Regions from separate parts of the Rattus norvegicus genome. Here region 1 is linked to region 2. Evidence: chromatin contacts called from public Hi-C data. All regions are on one chromosome and are shown on one strand. The core of a region is the stretch at or near the end of the contact, and the rest is flanking DNA. Distances in the headings are between cores, read along the strand shown. Region 1 has its middle 130 kb from the start of Adamts18. Region 2 has its middle 22 kb from the start of Syce1l.

Region 1 (7,529 bases), core at 4,078-6,577, 320 kb after region 2:
AAGCCCCCAAGAAATGGAATTTTTCTCTCGGAGCGTTTCACTAGCTTCCCACTGCTATAGGAAAAAAATGACTCTGGAGAGCAGAGCTCACCGGTACAGTGCTCACCTACTGCGCACATGGCCAGAGCTCCTATCTTGAATACTGTAGACAAAAATAAATACATAGGAAACTAAAAGCTCTTTCCCACCATAGCAAAGATGTGCTTCCCTGTGTCCCCAGCATTCACCCCCTCCGGTGCTCCTTCTGCCTCTCCCCTACCACACGCAATTTCCCCCTTTTCTCCAAACATCTTAAATTCTTTCCAAGCTCAGTCTCTGTACCATCATTGTCCTATGTGTACCCCCAGGACTTGGCACATCTTAGTGCCAATATCTCTTCTTCAGAGATGCCATTCGAAGATTCTCACAGCAAGTGTCCTCACTCACATAACCTGCATTCCCAACTACCCCACAGGTTTAGCAGACAAAGGCTTTCTGCTGTGGCTGGTCCCAGAGTGTTATAAGCCCATTGCTGCTGCTGCTGCTGCTGCTGCTGCTGCTGCTGCTGCTGCTGCTGCTACTGCTGCTGCTCCTCCTCCCCTTCTCTTCCTCCTCCTCCTCTTTCTCCTCTTCTCCTCCTCCTCTTCTTCCTCCTTTTTCTTCTTCCTCCTTCCCCCCTTCCTCTTCTTCCTCCTCACCTCCTCTTTCCCTTTCCCTTCCCCTTCTCCTCCTCCTCTTCTTCCTCCCCCTTCTCCCTCTCCTCCCCCTCCTCCTCCTCCTCCTTGTGAGGCTCAAGCATAGGGACTTGCACATTCTAAGTGCTCTGCATGAACCCCATCCCCAGTTTCCTGCCTTCTATCAGGAATCCATTGACTCCTGTTGTTTCTTCCTCTTTTTAAACCACTTCAAAAACCTTACATTTTGACAGACTCTTAACTGTCTCTCATCACATGGGAGGAATGGTCAGGGACCTGAGTTTTCACTCTGCCCTGGACTCCAACCGTCCAGCTTACATCTTTCTGCTGTGACACAGTAGCATCAGAGACCGAACTAGGGGCAATCAGCATCTATGAGGCAGCTGGAAGTGAGCTGTTGCTTGGTCAGATGAGTAAGACAGGCTCACAGATGATGTCCCAGCACCCTGTTCGTCCCAGCCTGTCCACACCTGTGCCGGGCTGTCATCACCAAGTGGGAGGTTCTGTGCAGCTTTAAGTAATTTAAGCTGAAAACAGACCGGCTGAGGGAAATGTTGAAATACTCACAGAGGTGTAATTAATTTCCATGAAGTGATGCTGACAAGGACCTCAGTACCCTGTCGGGTAGCAGGACATTGAGAGCTCCCCATAATAGTAACTCTTAGGACAGAGAATGGATTTGGAGAGGGTAGCGTGGGTCTGTTCCTCCTAAATGCCCTGGGGTCTCTGTGTAATTCAAGCAGCTGTCTTAGGAAGTACTTGCTCTGGAATTTTTCTGACTGTATCCTGTCATTTTCTGAAGGGCGCTGGGGATAGGGTTGCTCTTTTATGTTTTCCCCCAATTTGTGCCGCACTTCATTTTAGCCTTCGTCCAAACTGAACATGCCCAAGGGGGCTGTAAGAGGAAGAAACCGAAGGCTTGAATCCTAGAAGCCACTAGCGGCTTAGAAAGTAGACGTCTAAGCTGGGCCTTGTTAGTGGCAAAAGCCTTTAATCCCAGAATGTGGGAGACAGAGGCAAGTAGTTCTCTGTGAGTTTCAGGACAGCCTGGTCTACAGAGAGAATTCCAGGGCGAAAAGAAAAGAAAGAGGGGGGAGGGAGGGAGGGAGGGAGGGCGAGAGAGAGAGAGAGAGAGAGAGAGAGAGAGAGAGAGAGAGGAAAAACAAAGGGAGAAAGAAAGAAAGAAAGAAAGAAAGAAAGGAGGAAAGAAAGAAAGAGGGAGGGAGGGAAAGAAAAACAAACAAAGGGAGAAAGAAAGAAGGAAGGTAGGAGGGAAGGAAAAGTAAAAAAAGAGAAAAGGAAGGAAGGAAGGAAGGAAGGAAGGAAGATAGACAGAGTACATCTAGAGCTATGAATAGCTTAGAGCTGCAAGCATGAGGATGCCGAGTTCAGATTCTCCAGATCCCAAGTAAAGAACAAGGCATTGTGCCACCCAACTCTACCTAATCCTAGTGCCTCAAGATGGGAAGTAGAGACTTGAGAGGGTCCCTCATTCTCTAGGACCAGCCACCCTGACTTAAGCTGCAAAGCTCCAGGTTATTCAAAAACCTTCTCTCACAAAAGGTGGGGTGCTGTTGAGGATGAGCACATGACGTTGTCCTCTGCTCACCACAGGCATACTGCATTATCCCCGTGCAGTGTGTGTGTGCACCCCCTCCCCTGAGGAAGTGGAATCCAGTCGATCACATCGAACTCTACACCCACCCACCCCACAGCAGGGTCTGACCAGCATCGGCTCAGGATGGATGCCGCCCTAAACTTCACTGAGTTCATGCCTGCCTCCCATCTCCTTCCTTCTGGGCGTGATGGGGCTTTTGTACAGCAGGGTGCGGTGGCAAACTGAGCTAACTCCAATCGCAGTAGAGACCAGAAGTCAGACAGCAAAAGAGAAAAGAGTGTGAACCCCAGCGGACCAAGCAAAACACTGCCAGCCAGTTGGGAAAGGACAGGGTGAGGGTTTGTTATAGGGAGGTGTGAACTAGTGACTTGCTAGCTTACCCTCCGCCTATGGTGAGCTGCAGAGTACTACAAATTATAGGCCTTTGTAAGGGCTTGGAAGTCAGATTGAAGATGGAGCTGTCCAGAGACCACAGAGTGCAGGGGATGTGTCAATGCCCTCCCCACGTGCCCTGGGATATCTTTGTCAGTGAGCTCTCCCTCACCCTTTGTCAGTGCTCTTAAGAGTCTGATCTTGGGTGAATGAAGTTGGTTTTGCTCACAGGCATAGATAGGAAGCCACAAGTTCTGGGATAAGCGAGTCCCCCACCCCTACTCTTCACAAAGGGCTGTCAGGAGCAATCCTGGGAAATCCCCATCTCCCTTGCCCCAGATTTTAGGACACAGCTTACTTTCCAAGGTCGTCCTAATGGGATCCGGCGGAAGCTCCCCTGTCTGTGACTTTGTCAGAGCTTGCCTTCTTCTTTGGCATGTCCCCTGCCCTGCCCTGATCTGACCTGCCAACCCACTCCCTTCCTGCTCCCCACCAGCAGCCTCCTCTTGAAGGTCGCCCCACAAGGTTTCTCAACTCAGATGCCACTCTCTCCGACAGCAGCATTTTGAAGTGTAAAAAGCAAAGAGGAGAAGCTGTCGTGGCTGCTTATATGTCAACGTAACTGAATGGAGTGGTGCCCGGATAGCCCGTGAAGCAATATGCAATGTCTATAGGGCTGCTTCCTGAAGAGGTCGGGCTTGACAGACTGGATAAAGCGGTACCTCATAAAGAGGGGTCACTGTCCATCCATTACAGGACAAAAGAGCAGAGGAAAAAAGAATTCACTCTGCCTGGACTCAAGCATCCATTTGCCATCTAACTTTGGACAGCCATGGTGCTCTTGCCACAGGACTTTGAACTTGATTAGAACTTACATCATTGGAGTCCCTGGTCTCAGGCCTCCTCAGGGTTCGAGCTATACTCCTCACTTCCCGGGTCTCCATCTTGCAGACAACAGATTCTAGAACAAACCAGCCTCCCTATCACACGAGCTCATTCCTTGTACCAGTTCTGTTTGGTGGAATCCTGACAGTAGATCTGTGTGTGGAATACACAATTCAAAGGATGGCTGTTGGAACACAGAGAAACAAAAGGGACTGGAATATGCCAGACGCACTCAGGACCGTGCCCTCCATGAGCTGTCAGACAAATGCACCGCAGATTCTACTCCAGATAACATTTACAGATTGCATTGTAATATGCATGTTCTATAAACATATACACAGACTGCTAGGCGAATTCACCAGGAGGTCTTAATGCTTCTGTGCTAATACTGTGGGCAAACCATTGCAGAGAACATAGAGGACATATCTTTGGATGCCATGTCTTACCGGGAGGTTTGTAGGAACACAGGCTGAGCCCCTTGTTATCTCCCTGATAGGACCAAGAGATGCCTTTCCTCCCAAAGCAGAGTCTTGGCAGGGACATAATGTATGTCAAAAATACCCAGCAGCCTTTGTGGCTGGCTCTACCTCCTGATCACTTCGTGAAACTAAGACACGGCAAGACATAATCAAGACTCTAAAGATGGGAGGAGCAGCTATGTTTTACCAGCCCTGTGGTTCCAGATATTAAAACCAGATATAGCTAGTTTCCTGTTCTGTAAAATGACAGCTTGAAGGACTCCTCTTGGGTCGGGAGGAAGAAGTAGCCTAGACATAAAGTGCCTAACTCAATACCTATTACAAATAAGGACTCCATGAAACTCATTTTCTCTCTAGCCTTTTTTTTTTTAAGAGTCAGATCTAAGAGATTCAAAACAGCACAGCCTGACTGACAGAACTTTTGAAGCCAAGCCTTTGTAAGTTTCTTGAGGGCAGAGGCTGAATCATTCGCCTCTTCAGTACCGTGTCAAGCCTGCTGGAGTTGCCCAGTAAATATTAAAAAAAAAAAAAAAAAAAAAAAAAAAAAAAAAAAAGAAAGAAAAAAGAAAAAAAGAAAAAAAAAGCTGAATAAGGAATAAGCCGACTGTTGCCTGTTGCTTCAGTTACCGTGGGGAGGCTGCCACCTGGTGGACAAGGTTCAAAACAGCACATCTCTGGAACCTGGATTCGCCCCAGAGGGTTGGGATAACTAGCAGGACTTTTACCTGGTGAGTGTTCCCAGCAGTCTGCCCCAGTCATGGGAGTTTTCAAAGCAGCAGAAAGAAAAACACCGGAAGAAACACAGTGATTTCTTCGGACTATTTCCTGGGCCATAATCCTGGACTTTGTAGAATGGAGAAGTGAGCAGAGCTTCGGTGCATTTCTTTGCATTTTTTTTTTTTTTAAAACTGTGGATACACTGTAACCAGCTGCTTCAGCTTCCTGCTGTCTTGGCTTGATTTGAGAGACTACACCTCGAACTGTGAACTGATTTAAGCCCTTTCTCCCTCGAGTAGCTTTTGTCAAGAGAATTTTGTCTCCGCAATAGGCAAAGAAATGAAGCCAGTGCCCCAGTGTAAGTTGGAAAGTGGCTGCACCGGCCTTGTCACTCCGAGCAACGTTATCGCAAAGCCACAAGGCATATCGTTTATGCCTGCATGCTGCACCATGCTCCCTCGCTCAGATCAGCAACCCCTCCTGCCAATAGGCTGTTTTCTCAAGGACTTCGTGGAAGTCGCAGGTCAATGAAGCACTTATTGAGTAACGACCGCAATTTCCTGAGCAGAGTTTCTGAGCAAAAGCAATCACGTGAGGGAAGTCCTACCCACTTCCATCAATTCATGTCTGCCTCTGCCTCCTGAGAGCGCTCAATCGGTGATTTCCATCATCTCCTCTCAGAGAAGCCCGCAAACCCTTCAGCTAATTTGCCCAGGAAGAAGGAGATGCCCGAAGGACTCCGTGGGACTTGCCACAGGCTGACCCTTTCTGGCAGTAATTTCCTGTATCGCATGGGGGATGTGAAAATAACGTTTCTGTTGGTATCAGACGTCTTCCCATTAGTGCTGGACAAAAGTCAATCATGGTGGAGGTGAAGAATATCCAGTCAGTTAGAATAATCTTTGACCCTCTTCCCCACAATAGATGTCACGCCAGGGTCTCCCCGCTTATTGAGCACCCTAAGTATCTTTCCTTCTTCCTAGAGACACCCCCACTCCCCCTGCACTCTACTTGTTTCCTGCCTGTCATACTGGAAAGTTGGCATCGGCTTTCTGACTGAGAGATTTCCGCTGAAACCCGCCTGGCCGCTCTTCTGTTGCCCACGCACAGAGTCTGAGATGTTGATCCTGAATAAGGACCGGGTGGAGTGTGGGAACCGAACATCACAGCTTTCTAGGGGAAGAAAGCCCTGCGGTATGGATTCTCCAGGCAGAGGCAGAGTAACAGCCTGTGTCACCCTAGGCTAGGTGGCACGGCTTCATGAGCCCATTTTCCAAAATGGTATAGTAGGTGTGGCGTTCCGGGATGGCAGAGCTCTAGAAGAACATTAACCACCCCCCCCCAAAAAAAAAACCCTTTGTAAGCTCATTTTTAAAGACGAACTTGGAAATTCCCTACGGGAAGTGCCTCTAAGTGTCATGGCTAACACTTAGGGGCCACTCAGGAAACTATGTTGGATTCCAAAGTGCAAGCATTAAATGTATTTAGCACAGGCAGCTCGGATTATACTTTCAAGGGCACATCCCCTTGCGTTTGGGCTTGGAACTGTACCCACGGGGTCTCCTCAAGGGGCAGGTAACGTGAAGTTTCATCGGGCGTCAGCATCTTGTGCTTTAAGATGAGCGTGGCATGCTGCCTGTCTGCCTTCTAAATATTTATGTGTAGACACAGAAAGATGGTGGGCCGCTCTCAGCCTCAGACGGAGAAGCTTCCTTCTGCTATAGTAAACGCCATCTGTAACCTCGTGGTTTTCCACCCATCCATTTTGTTCCCAGAAATGATGACTCTGAAACTTCTTGTGTATGTATAATGCTTAGGCCAATAGCTTTGGGGTGTGAGTGTGTGTGTGTGCGTGTGTGCGTGTGTGCGTGTGTGCGTGTGTGCATGTGTCTGTGTGTCTGTGTGCACGTGTGCATGTTTGCGTGTATGTGTGTTTGCGTGTGTGTGTGCATGTGCATGTGTGTATGTGTGTGTCTGTGTGTGTGTCTGTGTGTGTGTCTGTCTGTGTGTGTCTGTCTGTGTGTGTGTCTGTCTGTGTGTGTGTGCGCGTGCGTGTGCATGTGTCTGTGTGTCTGTGTGTGTGCATGTGTGTGTGTTTGTATGTGTGTGCGTGTGTGCATGTGTCTGTGTGTCTGTGTGTCTGTGTGCACGTGTGCATGTTTGCGTGTATGTGTGTTTGCGTGTGTGTGTGCATGTGCATGTGTGTATGTGTGTGTCTGTGTGTGTGTCTGTGTGTGTGTCTGTCTGTGTGTGTCTGTCTGTGTGTGTGTCTGTCTGTGTGTGTGTGCGCGTGCGTGTGCATGTGTCTGTGTGTCTGTGTGTGTGCATGTGTGTGTGTTTGTATGTGTGTGCGTGTGTGCATGTGTCTGTGTGTCTGTGTGTCTGTGTGCACGTGTGCATGTTTGCGTGTATGTGTGTTTGCGTGTGTGTGTGCATGTGCATGTGTGTATGTGTGTGTCTGTGTGTGTGTGTGCGCGTGCGTGTGCATGTGTGTGTGTTTGTATGTGTGTGGGTTTGCATGTGTAGCACTAATTGGATTTAGTGGGTTATATATAAATAAAAATGACATGAAGCTTATGAGGGAATGTGTTGAGGAAGATATCGGGAAGCTGGAGAAGGTAAATGGGGGAGGGAGAGATAAGATCATTAACCTGCATCAGATTTGAAGAAAAAAATAAAAATTATAATTTAAAAACAGAATGGGAAGGCCTTCCTTTCCCAAGCCTCTGATCCAGCAGGCCAGAGTGGGCCTCAGAGCCTAAGACACGTGGTGTTTACACAGCA
Region 2 (6,739 bases), core at 1,384-3,883:
CCCTGGCCTCGGCTGAGTTTGGAGCAGTTTAAGGAGAACTCTCACCTTTAAAACTGCCTACGAGGGTGGGCTGCTGCTGCCTTCATCGAAGCCCCTCCCGCCATCCTGCTTCTTTCTCTTCCAGAGTTGTTTATCCCGATATGATATCCTTATGAAGGCCAATCTCAACTGCGAACTTGAGGGCAGGTTTTACAATTGTCATGGTAACGAGCCTCTGGGTGCATCTGCGGAGGATTATCTAGATTAATTAAGGTAGGGAGACTCTCCCCAAATGTTTGTGGGTTCCCTGGTGGCACAAATAGACTGCCGCTGAGTACCGGTGAAGGGGTAGTAGGCTGTTCTGGGCAGTCTCTGCTTTCTTATATTCTTACAACGTAGCCTCTAATTGGGGGAGGAAGGCTCCAGTCTTTCTCTGGCAATGAGCTTTTTTACGTTAATCTCGATACTGCCTGCCACAGTAGTGACAACTCCTCTTTCCCTATTCTTTCTTCTTGATAAATGAGAAAACTGAATCCTGGGGAGATTTTATCATTTATCTAACACCAGTAACAGAGCAGAGAAACCCAGCTCGTTCCACCTGGGTCTAAAAGCCATGCAGCTCTTAGCATCCCACAGGAGTCTGCTGTAGAGGGTTAACCGATTTTAGTTGTTTATAAACCTCTAGGGGCTCTGGATGATTGCTTTGGATCAGAGCAAAATTGAGAAAGTTATCGGAATAGGCCAGTGCTAGCCACACTGTCAAACTAGCCAGGAGGCGGAATGTGGCTATTTCAATCTTTTTTTTTTTTTTTTCCTGGAGCTGAGGACCGAACCCAGGGCCTTGCGCTTGCTAGGCAAGCGCTCTACCACTGAACTAAATCCCCAACCCCTGGCTATTTCAATTTTTAAGATGGGCTGGTGTCTTTACCTTTGTGACATGAATGGCTTTTAAAACACCGAAGGCTGTTTTCCAGAAGGTCCCACAAACGACTGGGTTTGTGTCAGCCTTCCTACTTGGCTGGTCATTTTACAGATGTAGAGCTACATTAGAATGAATTCCTGGGAGCTAGGCCTTTCAAGAGGCCACCAAGGGTCTCCTGCCTGCCTTTCTGTCACCTTCTCTTGCTTTCCATCACAAAGACAGGAACTTACATTTTAATTAAAATTCACATTTTAGTTGGTCACGTGATCATCCCCTCCTACGTGCTGAGTGAGCTCCTCACACCAACCTTCTTCTCACCACCTTCCTCTTAGTGTCACCATCCTCCCTGACTGTCCTTGCCACTTGCCTGGCTTCTCTAAGTCTCTGCCTTCTCATTCTGACTCTAGTCTCATCAAATGTCCACTCATCAACCACAATGTGGTCAGAAATGATTAGCTTGTACCACTTTATCACAGTGCTGATTTCCTATGAACTACAAGGTTAAGCCCCAAGTCCTTGTTGCAGACAACCAGGCCTCCCCACTGGTCTTATGCAAGCATGCCTTTGTAGTACTGCCTCGAACACACTCCACACCCCCACCCAACCCCCACTGCTCACCTGGATCCCTGCCTGTCCACCTCCAAACCCCCCCAAGGTAGAAACTGGTTTTTATTGGTGCTTACTTTGGATAAGGTACCCTGGACATCTTACAATTTCTTATTTGTTTGTTTGATTTGAGACAAGTTCTTTTCTCTGTACCCCTGCCAACCCAGGTGTGCGTTTCTTCTTGGGATATCCAGGCACCATTGAACACTGGGCTGGACTGGAAGGAATGAAGCTTAGCCGAGTGGGTTGGTGGGTAGGTGGGTAGGTTAGGCAGGATCTTGGTTGGTGTGAGTTTGAGGGATGGGGGTTGGGTGGCAGTGAGAGGATAGCCTTCTTTGGAGAGAGCCTTTAGTGAAACCGTTCTATTTTGGGGGGATGAGCAAGGGCTATATAAACCTTGGAGAGTGGGTGGGGGTTTTCAGGGTGAGTGTACATTATTGGTTGGTGCTGGGTGCTGGGAGCTGCAAATGCTTCCTTTGCATAAAGTGGAATTCCAGGTGCTTGCCCGGCATGTCCTTGTCGGGAGAGAGGACATTTAACCTGTAACCTGGCCACCAGGCTACGTGACTACCTGAAGGGTGGTGGAGGTAGAGGTCCTGAGGCTACAATGGACCAGAACATGCAGGCCCAGAGAAAGGAGGGAAACGGTCCTACTCCTGCTGGTCTCAGGATGAGACTTCTGGAGTTTGGGTGATTTTCCACCCCTATTTAGCCCTAGCTAATCTGCCATGTGTTATTTAGTGCAAGCTGGCTTTGGATTTATAGCAGTCCCCTACTACTTCGGCCCCTGGAATGCTAAGATTAGGTGTACCCCTTCCTTCCTGGCCTCTTACAATTTTTTAAATCAACACATAAAACTTATAAAATGGTGGAGTGTCATACCACATAGTGTTTGGATGCCCAGATACACTGTAGTATGTTTACAAGTGTATCTGTCTATGTCCCCAGTCAGTTCTTCACAGGGGGAAAAAAAAACCCAAACCCTTTCAGTTCAGCAAATGCCCCTACCAGATTGTTCTGTGGTCAAGCCTGTGGAGCAATTTCATAATTAATGACCGGTATGGGAGAGTCCAGTTCATTGTGTGTGGTGCCACACCCAGACAGGTGGCCTTGAGTTGTATAAGAAGGGCAAACTTAGCAAGCTATAAAAAGCAAGCCAGCAGGCAGCATTCCCGCACAGCTTCTGTGTTAGCTCCCCCCACCCCCACCCAAGTTCCTGCCTTGAGCACTTGCCCTGGTTTCTCTCCATAGCAGAGTGTGCCTGAGGAGTTGAAGATGAAATAAACCCTTTTCTCCACAAGTTGCTTTAGGTCATGGTGGTTCATGCTACCAATAGAAACTCGAACTAACATGGTAATTTACTCTAAAATACACGGCCATTTGCCTTTTCTTTTTCCCCCATTTAAAATTTTAATTAAAGCATAATTATATTATTTCCCTTTTTCTCAACCCCCCTCATTCCCTGCCATATCTGTCTTCTCCCTCCCAAATTCAAGGCCTCTTCTTCTTCAATTGTTGTTACATATATGTAAATATATATATATATATATATACACACACACACACACACATACACACACATACACACACACACACACATATATATATATAATTTGTTTTAATGTGTAGATAACATGTAAAAAATTAGTTTTGGGTAAAAATGCCTCTTACCCTTTCTACAATGACATTATCCATAACACTGATCCTTCAGAAAGCCATGTGCCTCAGAAAGTTGTTTCAAAGATCAGAGGGCTGAGAGCAGGAAGGTTAGTTTGGTATATGGGTGGCAATGTTGTGTGACTTTCCCTGGGAGATACGGACAAACATCTCCTCATCCAGGATACAGCACTGTCAATAGACCAAAGATTGCACCTCCGCGGCCCACCGGCGTGAAGTAGTGCATTTACCAGGCTCACTCACAACAGCGGGGGTGCCTTAAGGCAGCTTCATCATTGAAAAGCCTGCCCTAGCACGAGTGAAAGCTGCTCCCTGGAGCTGCACAGCGCTCCTCACCCCTGCAGCTGTTACTGCTTCTATGACCATGAGAGGGACTTTGTGACTCATTTCCTGAGGAAAGAGCTGCTCGATAGGCTGGACGGAATTTTTGTGGCCATGAGAAGCTCACCTTCCAGACTGGTTTGGAGATAGGAATCACATAGATGGAGAGGTTTCTAGCCTGCAACGTCTAACACCCTGGATGTTGCTAAGCGCTGCTGTACCCAGGAGATGGCAGCATCTGCCCAGAGACACACCAACTCCCTCTAAATAACTCAGGATGCGGCGCACTATGCCGAGAGAACAGCAGAGGGCGCCAAGGCTCCACTTTTGGGTGTGGAAGAGCTGGTTTCATTTTTTTTTTTCATTTTTTTTTATTGGATATTTTATGTATTTACATTTAAAATATTTTCCCCTTTCCCAGTTCCCCCTGCCATTCCCCTCCCCCTGCTTCTATGAGGATGCTTCCCCTTCCACCCACCCACTCCAGCCTCACTACCCTGGCATTTCCCCTACACTGGGGAAAGGAGCCTTCACAGGACCAAGGGCTTCTCCTCCCATTGATGCTAATACCACCCTCTGCTACGTATGTGGCTGGAGTCATGGGTCCCTCCATGTGTACTCTTTGATTGTTGGTTTAGTTCCTAGGAGCTCTGGGGGTTCTGGTTGGTTGATACTGTTATTCTTCTTATGAGGTTACAAACCCCTTCAGCTCCTTCAGTCCTTCCTCGAACTCCTCCACTGGGGTCCTGTGCTCAGTTCGATGGTTACCTGCGAGCATCCTCATCTGTATCAGTAAGGCTCTGGCAGAGCCTCTGGCGGTTCTTTCTTGCAGGAACATTCTTATGTTTGTGGCTTTCTACACCAGCCTTAACTGTTCTACATGTGCCTGCTACAAAGTTGCCAAGAGGCGGGGGTGGGGCCGGGGCAGCAGAGAAACAGATGCAGAGACGGGGAGAGAGATGACACTGTACGTACGTTTGCTTTTGTATCGCAGCAGTTACACAGAAATAGCTTCCTCATTAAATACTTGTTTCTACCTCAAGTTGGTTTTACTTTGTGTTGTGTGCGGTCTATGCTTGCGTATGTGCACATAATTGCAGATGCCTATGGAGGGCAGAAGGGAACATTAGATACCTAGAACTGGAGCTACAGACATTTACAAACTTCCCGCCATGGCTGCTGGGACCCCAACTTGGGTCTTCTGCAGGAATAGCATACCCCCTTGTCAAGCAACACACCTCCCCAATCCTCCAATCCTGTTTCAGTGCCGGGGGTTTATTAGAAGCTGTGAGCACTGAGAGGAGAAGTCGAGCAGGAGTTGTCTCCACAGGAACCAAGAAAGAGAGAACTAGGACCAATCCTATGTGGCCTGCCGCCATGGCCCCTGATACTGTATCAAATGAACTTGTATCGTCTCACATCAATGTATAAACTGACACCACAAGCAATGAATCTTCACTTCCTTACACTTTGATAAGTTGAGTTTTGATGTTTCCTCTTAGGCACTTTGGTTTGCTGCTTGGTTTGTTTTAAATAAGACTATACACAGGACAGACAAAACAGATTCAGTCCTAGAGCTGGGGGCCTGGTGGGTTTGCTTAGCAGGTGTGAGGCCCTGGGTTGGATCCCCAACATCATAAAACATCAAGAAAACGAATCTCCCATTTGCCTGGTACCCAAGCCCGTTTTTGTTCTATAACTCTGGCTTCTCTTACAACATGAGAGAATATTCAGTTGTCTGAAAGGAATTTAGAGTCGCTTGTAATTTGTTTTTCTTTTCTAAATAGAACGCCCTTGAGTCAAAAAAAAAAAAAAAACCTTTCCCAAGTGCTGAACAAAAAATTTTATGCTAAAGGCAAGTTCTAGTAAAGTCGAATGAAACGTGGAATTCTGGCCCGATGAAATTCTCATAGCACAGTTTTTTTTTTGTTTGTTTAGTTTTTTTTTTTAAATAACACTATATGAAAGGCTCAAATATTTACATTTTAAAACATGGTGAAATAAGTTGGCCAGAGTTGTTGCTTACAGTGTTAACACATCCTGGGGTTGAGGTGAGATGGCAGGGAATGTAACTCTCTTCATCCAGGCAGGCTGTTGCTGGCGGCAAGGCCAGTGTAAATCAGCAAAATGAGGCTACCTGGTAAGTCGGTGTGAGTCCCACATGGCCTTAATAAAGGCATCGTGTTCTAAGCCGCAGATGCAATCAGTTGTTTCTGCCCCGCCCGTGGTCAGACCACTGTTAGTGCTAAGCTTCGGTTGCAGTCTTTTGGAAATTTGTTTTGGCAACTGGAAATGTGTCAGAGGAGCGGCAGGCTGAGACCCTGGGGCCTCCCGAGCTGATGGAACATAAGATTACAGCTGTTCCCTACAGTGTAGGCTGGCGAGAGGTGATTGCTGGGGGGCGAGCATCTTGCACCCCTACTCCAATACGCTGGGGAGCGTTTGATCAGATACAGACCTGTGCAGAAGGTAAACCTGGGCAGAGCAGATCTCTTATATCAGGATTTCTCAACCCGAGAGATCATGACCCCCATGAGAATCGCACATCAGATACCTGCGTATCAGGTATCTTCATTACGATTCGTAACAGTAGCAAAATCACAGTTACACATTAGCAACGGAATCATTTTGTGATGGGGGGGGTCATCACAGCCCAGGGAACTGTATTAAAGGGTCACAGCATTAGGAAGGTTGAGGACCACCACTGCCTTACATCCATAGCAGGAACCCATCATCAAATTGGTGTCCTGACAAGAGAGTTGATGGAACCTTGGTTGGGGCTGATGACCTACATCAGCCTAACAGGGAAGCTTCTACACAATTGGTCTACACTGAGCTGCATGCTGGGAATACAGTAATGGTCAAGATAGACACCGGCCTTGCTTTACCACACATTCTGTCTAATGAGAAGAACTGACAGTACAGCCTCCGGGTGGGAGACTCGTGGCACATGACAGAGGAACAGGGGCGGGGAGATGTCTCAGAAGGTAAAAGAACTGGCTCTCAAGCTTGTCTACCTGATCTGGATCCCCACGACCCACAGGCCAGAGGGGATACAGATACCTGTAAGTTGTCCTCTGAACTTCACAAGCGCATGCATTTTATTGCCCAGACAGACAGACTCATATGCTAAGACAGAGAAAGACAAATGCAGAGAAAAACACATAAATAAATGTGATAATAGTGTTAAAAACACAGGGAGGGGCCATGAGAAAGCACTTTCACCATGGTGAG

What was found. A called contact is a pair of places that touch in the nucleus more often than the background predicts.
Region 1: a Hi-C map of liver shows a contact between it and region 2, with 13 times the contacts expected there. The contact joins two enhancer-like sites. A contact is called at or near these places in 10 of 12 Hi-C or Micro-C datasets (the A7r5 cell line, Schwann cells, frontal cortex and 6 more) and 1 of 1 datasets of contacts at active chromatin or transcription factors (oligodendrocytes).

What each region holds. Positions count from the first base shown.
Region 1 is chr19:58,871,599-58,879,127 of GRCr8, forward strand. No RefSeq gene overlaps it. Among named protein-coding and RNA genes, the nearest start is that of Adamts18, 130 kb to the left of the region's middle. Within about 2 kb of position 5,328, at least 3 of the 93 cell types and tissues checked have an H3K27ac peak or open chromatin away from gene starts, as enhancers often do.
Region 2 is chr19:58,553,013-58,559,751 of GRCr8, forward strand. No RefSeq gene overlaps it. Among named protein-coding and RNA genes, the nearest start is that of Syce1l, 22 kb to the left of the region's middle. Within about 2 kb of position 2,634, at least 4 of the 93 cell types and tissues checked have an H3K27ac peak or open chromatin away from gene starts, as enhancers often do.